Regions from separate parts of the Rattus norvegicus genome. Here region 2 is linked to region 1. The links are chromatin contacts, called in public Hi-C maps. All regions are on one chromosome and are shown on one strand. Each heading gives the region's core, a stretch centred on a gene start, on an enhancer-like site or on the middle of the called end of the contact. The rest is flanking DNA. Distances are from core to core; before and after follow the strand shown.

What was found. A called contact is a pair of places that touch in the nucleus more often than the background predicts.
Region 2: a Hi-C map of mammary epithelial cells shows a contact between it and region 1, with 2.9 times the contacts expected there. The contact joins two enhancer-like sites. A contact is called at or near these places in 3 of 12 Hi-C or Micro-C datasets (kidney, mammary epithelial cells and psoas muscle).

What each region holds. Positions count from the first base shown.
Region 1 is chr19:71,365,538-71,372,430 of GRCr8, reverse strand. No RefSeq gene overlaps it. Among named protein-coding and RNA genes, the nearest start is that of Tarbp1, 22 kb to the right of the region's middle. Within about 2 kb of position 4,215, at least 79 of the 93 cell types and tissues checked have an H3K27ac peak or open chromatin away from gene starts, as enhancers often do.
Region 2 is chr19:71,416,112-71,423,004 of GRCr8, reverse strand. No RefSeq gene overlaps it. Among named protein-coding and RNA genes, the nearest start is that of Irf2bp2, 43 kb to the left of the region's middle. Within about 2 kb of position 2,419, at least 33 of the 93 cell types and tissues checked have an H3K27ac peak or open chromatin away from gene starts, as enhancers often do.

The DNA of each region.
Region 1 (6,893 bases), core at 2,966-5,465:
GACGGTTTTGTTTTATTAATTTAAATTTTTATGTGCATGTGCTTTGCCTGCACGTGTGTGCATGTGCATGTGTGTGCGTGTGCGCGTGTGTGTTTACATGATGATGTGTTGCTCTGACTTTACAACAACAGTCTTCAGTGGATACACAAATATGTGTGCCACCACAAAGTGCCTCGGGCACTCTGAAGAGTTCTGGGCCCGAGGGTGGAAGTCGGCTTTGAAAACCTGAGCGTCCTCTGAAAACTAAGCAGTAAGACGATGCTAACCCTAACCCCCCCCCCCGCCCCTTCTGAATTTCGCAGGAGCTTCGACTGAAGGGGCTTTCTTTCCACGGCCTGACCTTTACGCACTTGTCACCTGCACAAACTTCAGCGGCCACTTCCAAAATGAACACCATGAAACACGCTCACCTCCCGTGCTGGTCCCCTCTCCTTTTTTTCTCTCCCAGGGATTCCCTGGACCATGTGCACCCTGACATGACAGACACCCGGAGCTCCCCCGGGTCAGCATTGCCCAAGTGTTGCCTGGGCTGATGCAGGACAGAAATGTGAGTGATTTGCTGCAGCTTCAAGAACCAACGAAGCTCGTGGGGAGCTGAAGCCAGGTTTCCCGACAGAATGAAAACCGGAAGGAAGATGCTCTTGGGGGTTTCCTCGTCAGACTGGCAGGAGTCCCCTGAAACAGTGAGAACAAGCGAAGCGAACACCCGAGAGATAGTGGGGTCCTCAGTTGATCCTGTTGTCTGACTCTGCCACATTCTCTGGCCGAGGCCCGATGCTCTTCACCACACTTGAGGTGAGATAGAAAGACAAGGACAGCGAAAAGGCGTGGGAAAGAAAAGGAACCCTTGACCCCAGGGTCTAGTGGGTGTCTCTCCCAGCTGAGAAGCATCAATTCCCAAACAGTCAACAACAGCTTACGGCTCCTCTTCCTTCCGTCTGTCCATACACTCTGCTAGGAATCTCACCGGAAGTCCTGTATACGGGAAAAGGACAGGCCCTAACCTCTTGTACAACCCTGACGGTTCCTGGTTTTGCTTATCAGATTATATCCCATCCAAGTCACCCCCAGAGCTGCCCTAAATATCTCTTACGGGGAAAAAAAGGGAGAAAATATTTTGTGTCAACCCTTTGAAGTATAACTCGAAAGTCATCAAAACAGTATATATGACAACTGCTAGGACAGACTTCTAGGACAGACAGACTCTTAAGGATGACTCTCCCAGAACACATCTGTGTTCTCAGGCTGCCTATCCATCCCCCTAAATACCTTTCTTTCTATTTTTAATAAACTCCAACTCTGCTTCCTACTGGTTTGTCCTGAACGTCTTTCTGCATTGAAGCCAAGGATCGGTGTCTTTGAGTCAAGACCTCTGAGAGGTTGAGGAAACTCCGGCGGCTGACTGATGCAGGTGACAGCGGATCCTTGACTCCCTCCCTGCTGTCACTGACACACCTCTCCCCACTGTGGAGACCCTACTGCACCACACTCATCTCTTGGGATGTAGTAGGGGGAGGGGGCACAATGGGGCAGGAGAAGCCTGTGTACTCTCTAGCTCTGTGTTCTTTAGCTGTTCCCAGTGAAGCTGAGCTGGACAAGAAGAGGCGTAGACTTACCTGCCTCTTGCAATTGTGGCATGACACAGGGCCTCCATTCTTTTTCTTTGTTTCTTTGTTTCTTTCTTTCTTCCTTCCTTCCTTTCTTTCTTTCTTTTTAAGAAAATAGACAATCTTCCACATTTATGTTGCCTCCCTCCCAACTATTTTTAATGCTTTATTTTTGTTTACGTATAGATGTCTATAGTTATATATACCCCTCGTGGGTACCCAGAAGAGGGTATTAAATCCCCTGGAGCTGGAGTTATAGGCAGTTGTGAGCCACCCAATATGAATGCTGGGAACTGCACATGGGTCCTCTGAAAGAGCAACAAGTGCTTGTAACTGCTGTGTTGTTTCTCCGGTCCCAGGCTCTCTGGATTCGGAGGTATCAGTCTTCCAGCTTCTGCCTTTGATTTCATATATGACCACATTTATTTAGCTTCCAATATAAGAAATCCCGGAGGGCTTAGGGGAAAAATCTAGGCAGGCAAGAACATCTGATGACCAAGCACGAAGATTGGAGTTCAAATCTCTAGCACTTGTGTAAGAAGCTGGGTGTGATCACATTCACCTATAACCCCAGTGGTGTGTGGGACAGAGACAGGAGGATCTCCTGGGCTTGCCTTTCGCCAACCTAGCTCCAGGTTCACTGAGAGGCCATCCTGTGGGGGGACAAGGCAGAGAGTGAGAGAGCAGGACACTTGCCATCCTCCTCTGACCTTTGCATGTGCACAGGTGTGCAAAGTGACTCACAGGCATGCGCGAGTGTGTACACACACACACACACACACACACACACACAAAGCAAAAAAAACTAGAAATGTTGACTTACACTTGTAATCCCAGTATATGGGACCTTAACTTTAATGGTTTCAATATTCTTGCCCCAGGGAGTGGCACTATCAGGAGGTGTGGCCTTGTTGGAGTGGGTGTGGCCTTGTAGGAGGAAGCGTGTCACCGTAGGGGTGGGCTTGGAGACCCTCCACCTAGTTGCCTGAGAGCTAGTCTTCTCCTGTCCGCTTTTGGATGAAGATGTAGAACTCTCAGCTCCTTCTGCACTGTGCTTACCTGGACTCTGCCATGCTTCCTGCCTTGATGATAGTGGACTGAACCTCTGAACCTGTAAACCAGCCCCAATTAAATGTTGTCCTTATAAGAGTTGCCTTGGTCATGGTGTCTGTTCACAGCAGTAAAACCCTAACTAAGACAAGGGACTCAGGTAGATAGATCCCTGGGCCTCACTGGCCAGTCAGTCTAGTCTACTTGGTGAGTTCAAACCAGAGTCTCTCCAAAAAAAAAAAAAAAAAAAAGACAGTATTTAAGAAAGGACACCTAGGGGTTGGGGATTTGGCTCAGTGATAGAGCGCTTGCCTAGCAAGTGCAAGGCCCTGGGTTCGGTCCCCAGCTCAAAAAACAAAAACAAAAACAAAAACAAAAAAAAAAAACAAAAAAAAAACCAAAAAAAAAAAAACCAAACACCTAAGATTGTCTTCTGGCCTTTCACACATATGTATACACACTCAAGCAAACACAGATGCACCCATACGTACATATGCACATGTACACTCACACAACGGAGCTCAAAGCCAACAAGCCAAGCAGTTGCCCCGAGTATGGAGTAAGAAAGTACTTATATAACATATGGGAGAGAGTGCCTGGTGCCGGGCAGGTGCCAAGGTAAATATCCGATCCAGCTGCTCTCCATCCACTCGAGTTTCTGATGGGTCAAAAGCACAGCCCATAATAAACACAATGTTGCCTCTGTCTGCTCTGCCTTTCACTCCTGGGGTTCTGCTGCAGACAGAAGGAACCAACAGCAACCATCAGAGAACCCTATTGAAAGTGTCACTCATCCATTGAAATGTCCTCTCCATTCAAGAATGCAATGATTAATTATTCATTGCTTTTGGAGCTGTAAGCGAGGACAGGGCTCTCTGCCTGAAAGCCAGAGCTTGACAAGAGTAGATTTCCAACTGCCAGATTTTGGTCACGGCCTGGCTCCTATGGGATGGACCCCAAGTCTCAGATGTGCAGGGCTGGGAGGCAAGCTTCAGAGGGAGCGACCGTTCCGTGCCCATTCCATGCCTGCGATGGGTCTCTGGGAGTTATTTCCCTGCATGGGTGGCCCGAGTCCTTTGGCCTCCAGCCCCATGGCTCATTCCACCACTCTGGGCAAGCAGAAACCACCCACCCCAGTGCAAGTCTTTCTTCCACGGCTCAATGGCACGAGCACCTCATTAATTCTCCAGGCCCGAGGTTGGGGATTACGTCAGAGTCTTACACCCGCACTGTAAGTGGTCTAAATGCCAGGGTAACCGGATTTGTAGGACTGCCTTCGCACCACGGGTGCAGACCTATTAATACATAGTTCTGGAATATGCTTCTCTTCCATCGGTTGTGCTTCTCCAGGACAGCAGGTTTCAAAATGGAAGCTCAGTGTCCAGCCAGGACGCAGGCACGGGAGCGGGTGGAGGATTCTTCTGGCTAAGGACCTCTTCAGGGTAGGTGAGATCTTGCTGATGTGTCCCCAGGAGGAAAAGGGGACAGAGCTAAGCCATACGGTGTGGAGTTTCACACATCTCTCTAAAGATGAGCTTCCTGTGGTGTAGACGCTGGACTGCTGCGGGAGGAGGGGGAGTATTGGGCAAGGGAGGCACAGTGACACATTTCCTGAGGCCCTGGGCTGTGAGCCTGCACAGCGGAGGCAGAGTGCCATCTGGTGGCCATAGGTTAACATTGCAGGTACCATCCGGGCCTTTTTCTTAATAATGGAGCACTGAGAGGGGACTCTTTTGGGCTTTTGGAAGATGAGGAGGCCAGATATGCCCACTCCCACTCTTCATTCTACCTCTGTATACTCACAGTCTCCCATCCTCCTTGAACCATACAATGACTTCAATGACTTCAAGTACTCAAAGCAAAGGAGTCCCTGTCTCGCCCCTGCCTGAAACACAATACGTTCTTCTCCAGTCTGCTGAACCCCACACTTTCCAAGCTCCATCTGTGGACGTGTTTGCACCCTCAGAACACCAGCCTCACGGGTGTTCATGCTGATAGACCAGATCACAGGGCATCTCAAGAGCCTCTGACACCCTGAGGGGCTGTGGGTGTCTAGGCACTGAAGTGTGTTTGACGTCTGTCTTAGTTAGGGTCTTATTGCTGTGAACAGACACTATGATCAATGTAAGTTCATAAAGGACAACATTTAATTGGGGCCGGCTTACAGGTTCAGAGGTTCAGTCCATTACCATCAAGGTGGGAACATGGCAGCATCCAGGCAGGCATGGTGCAGGAGAAGCTGAGAGTTCTACATCTTCATCTGGAGGCTGCTAGCAGAATACTGGCTTATAGGCAGCTAGGATGAGGGTCTTAAAGCCCACACCCACAGTGACACACCCACTCCAACAAGGCCACACCCACTCCAACAAGATCACACCCACTCCAGCAAGGCCACACCCACTCCAGCAAGGCCACACCCACTCTAGCAAGGCCACACCTCCTAATAGTGCCACTCCCTGGGCTGAGCATATGCAGACCATCACAGCGTTGAACCCCACCATCCCACTCCAACCCCCCCCACTCCCACCCCTCACCCCACCCCCACATTAAAGACACTGCACTTGATAAAATGTTAGGGAACACCGGTCTATCCGACTCGTCCAACATGTGACCATGTTGCTGTCTTTTCAGAACAGGAAGACGGCTCTGGCTGTGACAGTAACGTCCCACACCATGATTGGCTTAATTAATATTTTCTTAGTTCTGGGGCTAGAAGTCTGAGGTCAAGGTCTTCTTAGAGTTGGTGTCCTTAAGGCCTCCCAAGGGCACTACACAGCTGTTATCTCCCTGTGTCCTCAATGGTCTTTCCTCTGCGGCTGACTGTACCCTACTCTACTTCTTACAAGGACATCAGTCATGTCGGAATAGGACAGATCCTCCTGACTTCTTTTTACCTTAGTCACCTCTTTGAAGGCCTTGTCCCCAAATGCATCCACCTTCTGAGGAAACGCTCCCCTTCTGGGGCGTAAGACTTGAGCATTTTGTTGCCCCTGCTCCCGGTTGCCCAGTAGACTTGATGGTAGGATCCAATTGCTGAAGATACCGTACACGTAGGCCACAGGAAATGGAGAACGACTGACAGTTGTATCTGTTTTCATTAAGTGTACAGCCCCTGGTGGATTAATCATACTCCAGTGGCCAGCCCCACACTCGAGAGTAAATGGGCAGCACAAGTTTGTCTGTTAAAAAAGAAAAAGAGGCAAGGAGATAAAATCAAGGGCATGAAGTTGGGAGAGGGCGGGGATGTGGGTAGATCTGGGAGGGCAGAACCACGGGGTGAATATAATCAAAATGTATCGTAAGTATGTATGGGATTCTCAAGAGGTTAATTAAGATATGTTTGAAAATGCGTCATATGATTTTAGGGGACCACAGCAATGTTTTTATTTTTTTTTTTCCCGAGTGGCTCAGGCTGGCTGCCAACCCAGGATGCAGCCTGCATCACCATGCAACCTCAGATGACCTCGAGTTCTGACCCTCCTGCCTCTAACCTCCCAAGCGCTAGGATTATAGGCCTGTGCCACGTCTGGTTTATATACTTCTGGGGGTTAAACCTTTGGCTTCACACATGCTAAACCATCAGTCTACCAACCGGACCCCATCTCTAACCCCTCAGTGAAATTTCATGCTTTGATGGAATAGTACACACAGCATAGGAAGGTGCAAACCAATGGGCAGGGTTGCCACCACTTGTGTTTATAAATAAAACTTTATCAGCACACGTCCTCATCTATTCCTTCATACGTTGTCTATGGTGACTTTTTATGTTTAATGGCACAGCTGGGACGCTGTAGTAACAATAGTCACCTGGTTTGGAGAGCCTGGCGTATTTAAGTATTACTTAGTTTTTGGACAAACAGTCGACTCCTTCTCTACAACACGCACTTCCGGGTCAGTTAATTTTGATCCCCTAGGGGCTCCATAGTTTGCTGGCTCTGTGCCAATAGATAGCATTGCACGGGAACCTTTGACCAGGAGCCTGTCTGAGGCTGGGGTACAGTTCAGTGGTAGCACAGTTACACATAGTCCCGGGCTTCATCCCAGGGACTACTCGCAGGCCCGACCCTACATGACTCCTCTGGGAGCAGGTGAGAAACTGCAGCAAGCTCTTCTGAATACTGCTGCAAGCTCCTTTAATATACCCTCCACTCATATCCCATTGGTCCCAAGGGAGCGTCTCCTGTAAATAGCAGCTCCTGATTGGCTAGCAGTGTCTGTGCCAGTGGTCTTTCAGGC
Region 2 (6,893 bases), core at 1,170-3,669, 52 kb before region 1:
TAACCCAGGTGGTATAACTTCATTTCAGGTGTGTGTGTGTGTGTGTGTGTGTGTGTGTGTGTGTGTGTGTGTGTGTGTGTGTGTGTGTGTGTTTTCCTCTGTGGAAGTACTGTGATGGCCACATAGTCAAAGTGGAAAACAAAGAATTGAATTGGGACCTTTGTACTGGGACTAGGATTCCCAAGGGTCAAATATCACCCCCCTCTCCCCACAACACCACTTTCGATAGTTTCTTTCTAGTTTTTGTCTCTACTCACCCTCAGATCACACACTGCTCCACTGCAGAGAGGCCCTGTGTGCTTGGTGGGGACACAGTCCCTGTGGACCCTGTTAAGCAACTCCAGGGAGAATATGCCTTTCACTCAGGAGGATTTCTGATGAACTATCCTCTTCAACCACTATAGAAGGTCAGATGAGTGTGGACTAGGGCCCTTTAATTCACAGCCCTAGTAGAAAGCAAAGGGCAAAGGGCAAAGGGCAGTTTCCCTGCCCCCTGCAAAGGATGCCAGAGAACCACAAAACATGACTGGAGAAGTGGCTCAGTCAGTAAAGCGTTTGCCTCTTGAGCTTAAAAACCCGGATTCAGTTCTCAGAATCATGCGAAAAACTTGGTTGTGGCAAGTTTTGTGCACTTGCAATTCCAGCACTGGAAAGCAGAGACAGACTGATCTCTGGGAGTTCCTGGTCACTTTGAGAGAGACCCAGGTCCCAGTGAAAGACCCTGTCTCAAAAGGCAATGGCAGCTCGGTATGGTGGCACACACCTTTAATCCTAATGCTAGGGGAGCGGAGGAAAGCAGATCTCTGTGAATTCATGACAAGCCTGGTCTACCTAGTGAGTTCCAGACCAGAATGCAATGTGAAAAAAATCACAAAAACAAAAGAACAACAACAAAAAAAAATGTAGTAAACAGTACTGCTCTTTCACAGGCATTCACTTTCACCCTCACACATGAATACACACACACACACACACACACACACACACACACACACACACACACCACAGGTCCATGATAGGCACTGGTAAATAAGAAAAGTCCTGGTGGATTCTGGGAACCATCTTCCCACATGAGCTCCATCTTTGTGCTTATGAGTTGTGCCACCATGGTCAGATTATACAATTTCCAGAACCCTCACTTATAAGACTCCTGTAGCATACGTGAATAAGTTAGTGTGAAGGCCGTCTTGGGATAAAATGATAAACACAGCACTAAAATGACAGGAGCTTGCTGTGCCTGCTGTTGCTTCCATTGGTGCATAGATCATTGAGCAGGTCAATAACACTCACTGCCTGTCCCCAAATTCTTCCAAACTCCACACAGCTTAAGGCAGCTAAGCACGGGGAGGTAAAAGGTGAGGCAGAACTCTGATGCTGGTGACTGGTCATGACATGGTCGCTGATCAAGGGCCCCTCTGTTCTGTTATTACAAAAGTGCCGACCACTGGTCCTATTTTACCCAATTGTAGAGGCTGATACTTGCTACTGAGGTCGACCAGTTAGCCTGGGAGGAAGGCAGTGTTGAGAGGCCTTTGCCAATGTGTCAATAGAGTAAGCAGGGTGATAGAGTGACCTGGTTGTCTCCACTTGACATTTCACGTGCCCAGGGGGTAGGTCACCAGCCTGGTGATTGACAGCTCATCCTTTTTCAAGGAATAACTTACAGACACTTTCAAGAACAACTGCTGAAGGAGAAATCAGAAGCCTATAGACCGGGGGTTCCGCCAAGATCTCTGCTGATGTTTTTATGGTTTGCTATCCTATTTGCTTAGCGATTTATTGGCCTATGTGTTTGTAGTGTGTGCATGCGAAGGTCAGAGGACAACTTCTGGTTGTCGGTTCTCTCTTTCAACTGTGGGTTCCAGAGGCTGAACTCCGGTTTATACAGCAAGGGCTTTTCCCAGCTGAGCCATCCCACTAGCCCCATGAAATTTTTTACATTTATTGTTATCTCTTTTATTTCACTGAGACAAGATCTCATGTAGTTCAAGCTGGCCTCACACTGAGAAATAACTTGAATTTCTGATCCTCCTGCCTCCACTTTTCCAGTGCTGGAGTCACAAGTATAATCAATAAACTCAAGATTGATTCTTGTTATGGTTAGGTCTGGGGTTAGGTCTCTGTAAGACTCTTCCATTTTCCTTTCTCACATGGAGGGAATTCCAAGTCTCCAGGGAGTGTCAGGTCACCCGGACACACAGTTCTCCCGTGGCTCCAGCCCCAGTCTGGCAGACAGCTCTACATTTCTTTTGGAGTATGTGTCATTCAGTACCTGCACCAGAGCCATGACTCAGCCTGTGAGTGGCTGCTTTTCCCCCAATGTGACATGTCACCCAAATTTCATTGCCTCAGCATGCATCCTGCCCCGTGGCTGATCAACGAGGCAGCCAGAGAAGGAAACCAGAGTGAATTCCCTGCTTCTGAGTCAGAATGGGAGGTCTGCCAGCCCAGCCGGAACATGCCACACTCGCCCCTACACCTTGCACAATCCTCAGAGGCTTGAAGCTGTTTTATTCTTTCTCAGACTCATCCCTTCCCTCACCCCAGCCCTCAAGGAAAGAGGGAAGAACTACATGTCTATTTTTACCTACTAGACCTTGAATCAGGCTGTGGCAGGGCCTCAACGTGGTTAAAGTGGAACGTTTGTGCCCATGGAGTTTAACTTGCTGCTGTTGAGAGTCGGCTGCACATTAAGACTCTGACCACATAGCAGCTGGGTGGTCCCACTCCACCCGTTGTCATGGAGACAGTGAAGGCCCAGGGACAGGATTTTGAGCCCTACGTTCCTGATCTGGAGTTGGGGGGACAAGGCAGACAGCTCTTTTTAGGGGCTGGGAAGATGGCTAAATTGGTAAAGTGCTAGCATAAGGACTGAGTTGATATCTTTAGGACCCCATGAGGCAGCACATCCTGTAAGCGCAGCTCTGGAAAGATGGAAACAAGAGAGTCTTTGGGGATAACTGACCAGCCTGTTCAGCTGAATTGTGAGCTCCAGATTCAGTGAGATACCCTGTCTCCAAAAAATATAATGATCATGATGATGGTGGTGATGATGATGGTGATGATGATGATGATAGAAGAAGGGCTGCTGAAGAAAATACACAACATCAATCTCTGGTTTCAACACAAGTGTGAACACACACACACACACACACACACACACACACACACACGGAACAGAGCCAGGGTTATTGGCCTAGGAATTTATTCATACAAAAGAAGTCTCAGAGCCATTTTTATGGGGAATAAAGTGGTCGGGAGGAAAAGGTCTGAGTTACATGTGGCAACCCAGTGTGGGGCGCCATTGTTACTCTGGGCTTTGCCTCCTGGTTGCTTTGTTCCCAGAAATAACGACCCTGTGACTAATTATTTATTAATAAATGTTTAGCCATAGCCTTGGCTCTGTTCCATGACCAGCTCACATCTCAATAATCCAGTTTATGTAAGTTCTTCTTCTACTGGCTAGTTACATCTCTGCAGGCTCACTGTCTTCTCTGTCCAAGAGAACAAATCTCTCACCTCTGACTCTTTCCCATAATTCTCTACCCTCCTCTCTCCTGGAGCTCCCACCTCCCATTTCTCATCACAGTTCATTGGCCAAGAGCTTTTTTACTGACAGGTGGTGAATGCTTTTTTTTTTTTTCTTTTTTTCGGAGCTGGGGACCGAACCCAGGGCCTTGCACTTCCTAGGTAAGCGCTCTACCACTGAGCTAAATCCCCAGCCCCATGGTGACAGGTGGTGAATGCTTTTACACAGTGTACAAGGGAGTCTCTCTACAGAGGGAACTTAGTAGTAATCATCAGAAAATTATCAATGCATTTATATATTCTTTAGTTCAATTTAGGATTTTAAAAGTATAATCTGTTACCTTTCATTCATCTGCTAACTACAAGCTGAGGCTGGTAGTACAGATCTATGACCCCAGAGACTCAGGAAGCTGGAGACAGAAGGCTCAAGAGTTTAAGACCAGCCTGGGAACTGTGAGACACTGCCTCACAAAAAAAAGTTTTAAATACATATTTAAATGGTGCTGGGACTTTCTCAATGGGGCCAGCAGCTGGTGGTGTGTGGTGTACCTCTGTCATCTATTACTCTGAACCCTAAAGGGAGCTTTCAAGCATGCGGTTCCCTGAGGCAGCCTAGGAGGGGAGCTAAGCTGCCTCCGCCAAGGTGAAGCCCCAGCAGATTGCAAGCTAGGTCACAAGGCCGAGGAACAGCTCCTTGGTTGTCACCCTGTTGTTCTCTCTTTGAGTGGTAACATCATGCTCATGGAACTGGTTTTCATTCATGTCAGGACAGAGTGTGGGGCAGCAACCTAGCAGTGGTCAGTTTGCCCCAGGCTGTGCACCAAGGTCAAGACTACAGAGCACGGAGTCCAGCAAGATGCCTGTCTCTTCCAGCAAGCACTAGGCAGCAAGCAGGGACACGCTTACACTATTATGATAGGAGAAACAGACTTCCTCCCAACTGAAGTCCCAGTGTGTGTGTGTGTTTGTGTGATGTGTGTATGTGTGTGTTTGTGTGTGTGTGGTATAGTGTATACGGTTGGTGTGTGTGTGTATATGTGTGTGTTTGTGTGTGTGTTTATGTGTGTGGTATGTGTATTTGTGTGTGGTATGGTGGATATATTGGGTGTGTGTATATGTGTGTGCATGTGTGTCTGATGTGGTGTGTATGTGTGTGTGTGTGTGGTATGTGTATGTGGTGTGTATGTATGTATGTGAATATGTGTGTGTGTGGTGTGTGTATATGTGCGTATGTGTTGTGGATGGGTGTTTGTGTGTGTGTGTATGTGTATGTGCATGTGTGTGTGGTGTGTATGTGTATGGGGTGTGTGCGTGTATGTTGTGGGTGTCTGTTTTTGTGTGAATGTGATAAGGGACTGATGGAACTTGGACTTTTAAGGCAAGCACTGCACTGGCTGATTCATGTCCCCAGATCCAGATCCAGCATTCCCTACTGAACCATCACAGGCTTGGGCCACCAGCCGATTGGTTCAGGACACACTAGGAAGTCAGTTTTCTCCGAAGCATTGCCCCTTCTTCAATTCCAAGTAGGATTTCTACCCTACAAGGCAGTGTAATTGGCCCTGACATCTGAGACTCTTTCTTCCCAAGCCTGTGAGTTCCAACACTTCTGTTCTCTGAAGACTTAAGGAGCCCAGCAGGGAGGGAGGTGGGGCTTGGCTAGAAATGCTCTCAGCTACTGCCAGTGGTTCCCCTGGTGGGGATGATTCATGGGGTGCTGCTTGTTCCTGAAGGTAGAGGCAGCTTCCTCAAATGAGTCTGCAGCTACTAGGGAAGCGATGGAGAAAGGTCTTCAGGGCCCTGTTTAGTGGACAGTGGAGGGATAGAGGGTGGCTGGGGGGATGGGACAGTCCTGGAGGGTTGCCACTAGCCAGAGGCCGGTGACAAGAATAATCTATCAATCTTCCACAGGAAGCCAAATATGGTGCTGAGCTGTGCAGGTGGCAAACAATAGTGTCATTGTGGCTCAACAAGAAGAGACATTACAGATGGATGCTGGGATAACCCGACGTCAGTCCGTGCGGTCTTCCCTGCCTTCTGTCCACAGTACTATCCCTTAGAAAGGCCATCTCACCCCAAGCAGCCCCAGACCATTCTGTACTTATTGAATCCATGTATATTTTCTCCTTGATATGCTGAAATCACAAAGGGGAAACTGAGGCCTATGTGTCTGTTTACCATCTGGCTTCAGCCCAGGGGACTTACCTGGGTCCGGCGTGAAGTGATCCCACTTCTTTTCCTGCGTCTCTCAGCACCTCTCACATGTCTTTCCCCTCTTTGTGACCCTGGGAGCAACTATCATGGGATATGGTCAGGGCTGGGGTTGGTACACGTGGTCAAAGAAAATATTATTAAAAGCTGGGATTTAGTCACCTTGGTCCTGCTTAGAGCAGCTTAGAGAAGGTTCTTGAGGCTTTAGTTCCTTGCCCAGGACAGCTTGGCAAGACAGAAAAGTCAGAGAGGGGACAAGATGTTCCCTAATGCACAGCCAGAGAGAAGGCATGGCCACTAAGGGCAACAGGGCCAGGTTTAGATGATGATAACCTCCTGCATACCACCACTGAGCACTGACCTCCTGAACAAAGGGGATTTCTGTCTTTTTATTTCCATTTGTTAACTGGGACTTCCTATCGTCTAGCTACCACTCGTCTGTCTGTCTGTCTATCATCTATCTGTGTATCTATCATCTATGTATCAATCATCTATGTATCAATCATCTATGTATCTGTCTGTCTATCTATCTGTTTGTCTATCAACTATCTACTTGTTTATTTATTCTTTAAGGGAAGGGGGCTTGAAGATTGAACCCAAAACCTTATACATGCTAGGCTAATTAATGTTCTATTAACAACCTCACCCCTTTTTAAAAAAAAAATTGAGACAAGATCTTGCTAGGTCGCCCCGGCTGGCTTTGAACTCACTTTGTAGCCCAGGCTACCTTTGAACTCACTCTGCAGCTCAGACTGGCCTTTGTCTTTTGATCCTCCTGTCCCAGTCTCCCAAGTACCCAGAATAACAGCCTGTGTTACATCACACTTTTCTCAACAATGAGATTAGAACCTTTGTCCTATATTACCACATTAAAAAAAAAATCGTACGGGAAGGAGGTGCCAGTCCCTGGGGAGAAGTGAGACCCACGGGACTTGGCCTCTAATCCTAATGGCACCTAGTAGCACCAGCCAAGAGATGCTGGCTTAAATGGAGAGTTAACACACTGAGCATGTGACCATAGGTATATCTGTCTTATGGCTTGATTCCCAACCATTAGCAAAGGCTTTGAGAATTAGAAACTGCAGGGAAGGTCCTCCGATAAATTGTAGCTAGTCTTAAAAACAAACACGTGGCTACTTCTGAATGTAACAATC